Linked DNA regions of Triticum aestivum: region 1 is linked to region 2. The links are chromatin contacts, called in public Hi-C maps. All regions are on one chromosome and are shown on one strand. The core of a region is the stretch at or near the end of the contact, and the rest is flanking DNA. Distances in the headings are between cores, read along the strand shown. Region 1 has its middle 12 kb from the start of LOC123168017. Region 2 holds the start of LOC123165939 (cytokinin dehydrogenase 11).

Region 1 (3,024 bases), core at 522-3,021, 200 kb before region 2:
CGCAGCCTCCATATATGATGGATGGACATCGCCGATATGGCGAATCTCTAGAGTTGCTCTTACATTCCATTTCACTTGGTTCTTCAACGAAAAATAATAACACCCTAAAAGAACTTTGACTAGTAAAACAAAGAAAAAAAATCCTATTTATATGGATCTCTAGATCCATTTTTTAGTTGAAGCTCGATGTGATGCACTACAAGGGCTATGCAGAAGATTATAAAAGTTCAAACACATGCATGGGCTGAGAGAGGGAGACAGAGGGAACCAAATAATAAAATATTATCATCATTACCCCTTGTCAAGATCTTCATCACCACAATGAATGCACATTCGAGCATAATAGGTTTACCATGTTGAATCTGAACAATCTGGATTAAGTGACAGAGAGTTTTGGGCACATCAGCGAGATTTGAGCATTCACTTAAGAAAACTTGAAAGATGGGACGATGCAAATGGAAGAAACATGTGATTTGTACATGTCACAAATGAAATGCTTTTGTTCATGCAACTGGTCAAAAACTGTGCATGTTTACTTGCTGTAGTAAACATTTAAATTTGGAGGGAATAAACGTGTTTGAATTATGGAGGCTGAAATATTACGAGTCTGAGTTTACTTGTCGCTTGCGTAGTCTCCATAGCAAGTGGATGATGATCGCCGATATGGCGACTCTCAAGAGAAACACTCCCTAAAAGAACGTTAAATAGTAAACAAAGGAAAAAAAATCCTATTTCTACGAATCTCTGGAACCATTTTTCTGCTGAATCTCGAAGTGATACACTCCAAGGGCCATGCAGAAGATTATAAAACTTCAAACACGTGCCTGGGCTGAAAGAGAGAGGTATAGGGAAATGTTGATCACACATTTGAAAAATGTTGGTCACGCATTTGAAAAATGTTCAATTTGTATAGAAATATGTTGACCATGTACTAAAAAAATGATGAAACATTTTCATAATGTATATAAAATATGTTCAAAAAGAATTTGAAAAAAGGTTGAACAAAGCATTTAGAAAATGTTAAATGTGTATAGCAAAAATGTTGACCAAGTGTTCAATTTTTTATATATTTCATTTCGAAAATATTTAACAAGCATTTGAAAAAAATGTAAATGAGCATATCAAATATGTTAATCCTTGTATTTCAAAAATCTTGATCAATCATTTGAAAAATGTCACGTTGTCTATAGTAACAATGTTGACAATGTATTAAAAAGGTTAAACCAACATTAAAAAATGTTAAACGTGTATTTGAAAAATGTTTTTGAATATACAAAAAATGTTGAATAAAAACAAAAGACACAAGGAAAACCAAGAAATGGAACTAATAAAGAAAAACGTGAACTAAAAATAAAAAACGAAAAAACAAATGTAGAAAGAATAAAAAGTGAAAACAAAACAAAAACCAAAAAAGAAAAAACAAAAGAAAATGAAAAGGCATTTAAAACTAAAGAAAGAAATGGAAAAAATGGAGAAGGAAAAAGAAAAAGAACAAAAAAGCCAAAAAGGAAGAAAAACGGAATAACACATAAGAAAATGGAGAAAGAGAAAAAAAACTAGAAAACCAGTTGGGCGCGCCCAGCTACTTTAACATGAAGTCGAGTGAGCTGAGTGGGTAAGAGCGTAACACCCTGGAGACCAGGGATTGATCCCCGGGTTCCCTCATTTTCTTCTATCTTTTTTAAGACTGCACGCTCGTAACGGACCGACCCGACATTGTAGCGCTTGACGTGAGGGTTTCCCCTCGCTTAATGCGAGATATAGACGGCGCGTGTTGGCTGTGAGTTAGACGGCTGCCTGGCCTACTGGGTGCCAGTGTTGGGCTGGCCCAGTAGGACGTGGATCGTTATGCTAACGTCACTCAATTATCTTTTTTTATCTCTTTTAAGTTTATTTATATTTTTAATGTGCATCATCAGTATTTCTTAAAAAACTTAAAACCACTAATTTGAAAACAATATTAGCATCGTATGAAAAATTGGTTAGCGTAGTTTAAAAAAGTGTTGATAACTTAAAAAATGTTTGTGACAATGAAATAATGTTCCATGTGTCTATAATATGTATTAATTTTTTTAAATGAGTATGAAATGTAAACAAGTTTGCGTCACATAAATATTTTGGTACTATTAAAAAATTTGCATGACATTTTATGGAAATATTTCCGCATTCCAAAAAAAATCTGTTTCATTTCAAAAAAGTTATACAGAATGTAAAAAATATTCACTTAGGCTAAAAAAATGTTTCTTTCCATTAAAAGGATATGTGTAATTTTATAGAAATAATCATGTGTGTCCAAAATTGTGTACGAATATTTAAAAAATGTTTATGCAATGTAAAAAAATTGTAGCATAGTTTATAAAATATTTATTTCCATTAAAAATGTACAACATGTATTTGGAATATTTTACCATGTATTCAAAACTTGTTCAAAACATGTATTTTAAAAAAGTACATCATGTATTTGAACAAAGTCCAACGCTTGTCAGACAAATATTTCACGTGTGCTCCAAAAATGTGCATTGTGTATCTATACAATATAAAAAGACCCAAAGGGGCAGATCCAATTAATCTCGGTCATCAAATCATGTCAATCCAACGACCTAGACTGCTTCAATATCAAGCGCTCAACACGTTTAGCGTGCAGTTAATTTCATGCCAAATATAGTGCTAATCACATAATAACACGCAAATAATATCCTACTTAATATCCACATGCACTTAATATACTTCCAAATCAACGTGCATTGCACGTACACATTGACTAGTTGAGAAAAAGTAGACATGTGCTGCAAAACCAAAAACTGGTCTCTGCTTCCTTTTCTTAGCAAGAAAATTCTCACTCCACTACGGAGTAGCAAGATTTCGTGCATTTTGCACTATGGGAGTGCATGCATGCCACGGCCTTCGATCTATAGTTCTTACACGAACCAACCTGTTGTTGGGATGATTAGGTGGGCAGTGGTATCCCCAGCCCACCAGGATTCAAATCCTGGTGCTCGCATTTATCCTGGATTTATTTCAGGA
Region 2 (3,089 bases), core at 160-2,659:
CATGGGGACAAAGGAGACGTGAGTGAGGTGAGGTGAGGTGGGGTGGGCTCGGCCCGCATTGCACGCACGCGAGATCGGCCGTGCGCGGCAGCGGCACTGGATTGCTGGATTGCTGGCGCGACCGGTGGGCGTGGCCGTGGGTGGGTGGGGACCGGCGAGTTTGGCGGCGAGCGCGGGGGGCGGATAGGGGTCAAGAATCCAGCGGGAGATAGACGACGACATCCCGCGGGGAAGGGAAGTACAGCGCGGCCTACCTCGTCCACGGCGTCGGGCTGCTGGTGGTGGTGCTGGTACAGGGCCACCTCCAGGCAGTAGAGCAGCGGGCCGGGCTCGCCGGCGGGGAGCAGCGACGGGTCGAAGCGCGCGCCGGCGGGGATGGGCACCGACGGCCAGCCATTCACCGGGTCGTCGCTGCGCACGAACGCGAAGCCCTCCACGTAGTCGAACGCCGACTCGGCCGGCCGCGTCACCAGCCACTCCGCGTCCGCCGCGTACTCCGCGAAGCTCGCGTACACCACGCGCGCCCACTTCACCTGCAGTCAGTCAAGAGCACGCGCAGGCCGGCCGGTCAGCGTCCATCGTTCGACGATGAGGACGGGGATGAGGAGTCGTAGGAGTACCGTTTGTGGCGCCGGGGAGAGCGGGATGCGGGCGCGGGTGATGACGCCGAACTGGCCGAGGCCGCCGAGGACGGCGAAGAAGAGGTCGGGGTGGGCGGAGGGGGAGCAGACGCGGCACTCGCCTTCCCCGGTCACCACCTCGAGCTCCGCCACGTTGGACACCTGCGGGCCGTAGCGGAAGGACTGCCCGCTCACGCCGCCGTTGGAGAGCGTGCCGCCGACGGTGAGCCGGAGGTAGTCCGTCCAGGAGGCGGGGGCGAGGCCGTGGTTCGAGACGGCCCAGTGGAGGACCTCCTCCCAGAGCGCGCCGCCGGGGACGTCGGCGAAGGCCGCCCCACCGCCGGACGAGACGAGCTTCATCTGCTGGCGCCGGGAGGCCGCGCCCGCGCGCATGTCGAGGACAAGCCCGCCCTCGGACATGGCCTGCCCGGCGACCGAGTGGCCGTTGCCGCGGGCGGCCACGGTGAGGAGCGTGGTGCGCGCGGCCGCGCGGATGGCGCTGGCCACGTCGTCCGCGCTCGCCGGCCGGACGACGGCCGCGGGGCGGGCGCTCACGAGGCCGCCGAAGTCCCTCGCCGCCGCGCACTCCGCCGCGTCGGCGGCCACCACGGTCAGCTCGAGCGCGTCCCGCTCCGTGGCGGCGCCGGCGGCGGCGCGGTCCATGTACGCGAGCATCATCTTGGGCAAGCAAGCGCTTCTCGCTGAGCTGAGCAGAGCTCTCTGTTTTGTGATGTCACTCGCGCTGCGCTCGCGCTCTGTGTCCGCCTGACTGTGCTGCGGACGTCGTGTGGGTCGAGGGGTTTATATCGAGAGAGGACACGCGGACGTCGATGGCCATCACACCTTTCAAAAAGAGACAATCTAGTTAAGTACGCAAGTTTGAATTGAAATCTCGGGAATTTTTGGAGGATCATATCCTTTTCTTCCGTGTGAAATCTCACATTAAAATGTCTTTATTTGTCCCCAAAAGTGCGGCTTTGCCATCTAATTTCCCCGAACCCACGAAAAATGGGCATAGCTTTCAATATATCCCTAATGTGGGAACCCAGGCCGCTTAATAAGGATGAGTTTTGGTTCATTGCTAAAGCATATATACAAACAATCTACTATGTGTCAAAAAAAAAAAATACAAACATTCTACTATTATATGTAGCCTTCATTTCTTACAAATAAAGGTTAGTTTTCGTGTAAAACCAATCTTCTTATGTATAATGATGAAGTGGATGATCGGTTAATGAGAAAAAGGACATACACACAAATCATCACCCATTGACAGCATTAAACACATATTGATATTTGTTCACGTAAGCACGTACTAAACATATAGCAGAAACATCTACTTAAATAGCTAGTACAACTAACGCAGAAATAAATGTTGGCGGGATAAACCAGTTATACCCTCCAGTCGGCCACGTCGAAGCCTCGGCGGCGACGGCCTTCTTCGCAGCAGCAAGCTCTAATAGCATGTGGAAGAGAAACCCTTATAAAAGGGTCTCCACTCACATGCACAAATGAGGTAGTACTAAACTTACCACAACCTTGTCATGGCACCTACATTGGCCCCTTGAGATTTTCTGAAATTGTTATATGGGCCTAGAGCCCATCATGTATTTCAAAAATCTCCTACCAGATCTCGACGGCCCATTGTATCGTGCTCCGTTCAAAAGACTGTTTTGATATATCGGTATTTTCAGTGGAGAACAATTAAGGTTACACTCCTTCACAGCTGAACAATGGACTATTCCTTAAATTGTCAGTTCGGCATAAAGAAGTTTCACCAATACTAGGTTGCTGAAGGCTGACCGCGAGGGCGAAGCATATTAGTCACACTTCTGGCTTATTCATGAGCTTACAAGAGATCACCCTATGTCAGAGACTATGACCAGCAGTCGGGCTTAAAAAGTGGTATGTTTTTTCCAAAGATTGCTTTGTCGGATTGCATATTGCTTATAAAAGCTTCAAATACATTAAGACAAAAGCAGGTTTGCTATACAACTTCCAAGACTATTGTATTGATGACCCACAAGTATAAGGGATCAGTTGTAGCATTTTTATAAGTAAGAGTGTCGAACCCAACGAGGAGCAGAAGAAATTGACAAGTAGTTTTCAGCAAGGCTTCACCAAAAATGTTCTAGAGATAATTTCTTAATTTGTTTGATAGCAAGATAATATTTAGCTGGATAAATAGTAACATAAGTAATAGAGTGCACCAAGTGGCCCCATCCTTATGTATGCCAAGCACAAGTCGGTTGTGTTTCATATAGTAGCTAAAATGCTCTTGAGGACACACAGGAACTTCGTCAAGTTACTTTCACCATGATTCATTAAGTTACCGCTCATTGATTTGATAGGTGATGTGTGGGTAGACCAGAACTAAGGTATTGTTTTTAGTTGAAAAAATACCTACTCAAAACATAGACTAAACATAATTGGGAAATTGTGACAAGAGCTCTAATAGAAAGATATGAT

What was found. A called contact is a pair of places that touch in the nucleus more often than the background predicts.
Region 1: a contact with region 2 is called in a Hi-C map of leaf, with 3 times the contacts expected there. The contact joins the enhancer-like site here to the promoter of LOC123165939 in region 2. A contact is called at or near these places in 2 of 5 Hi-C or Micro-C datasets (leaf and an unstated tissue).

Annotation. Positions count from the first base shown.
Region 1 is chr7D:622,734,733-622,737,756 of IWGSC CS RefSeq v2.1, reverse strand. No RefSeq gene overlaps it. Among protein-coding and RNA genes, the nearest start is that of LOC123168017, 12 kb to the left of the region's middle. Within about 2 kb of position 1,771, at least 5 of the 8 cell types and tissues checked have an H3K27ac peak or open chromatin away from gene starts, as enhancers often do. A contact at or near this core is called in leaf, where this site is marked.
Region 2 is chr7D:622,532,645-622,535,733 of IWGSC CS RefSeq v2.1, reverse strand. It overlaps LOC123165939 (cytokinin dehydrogenase 11), which reads right to left and starts at 1,409. Exons shown (of 4, transcript XM_044583701.1): 1 at 621-1,409; 2 at 255-533. The coding sequence starts at 1,298.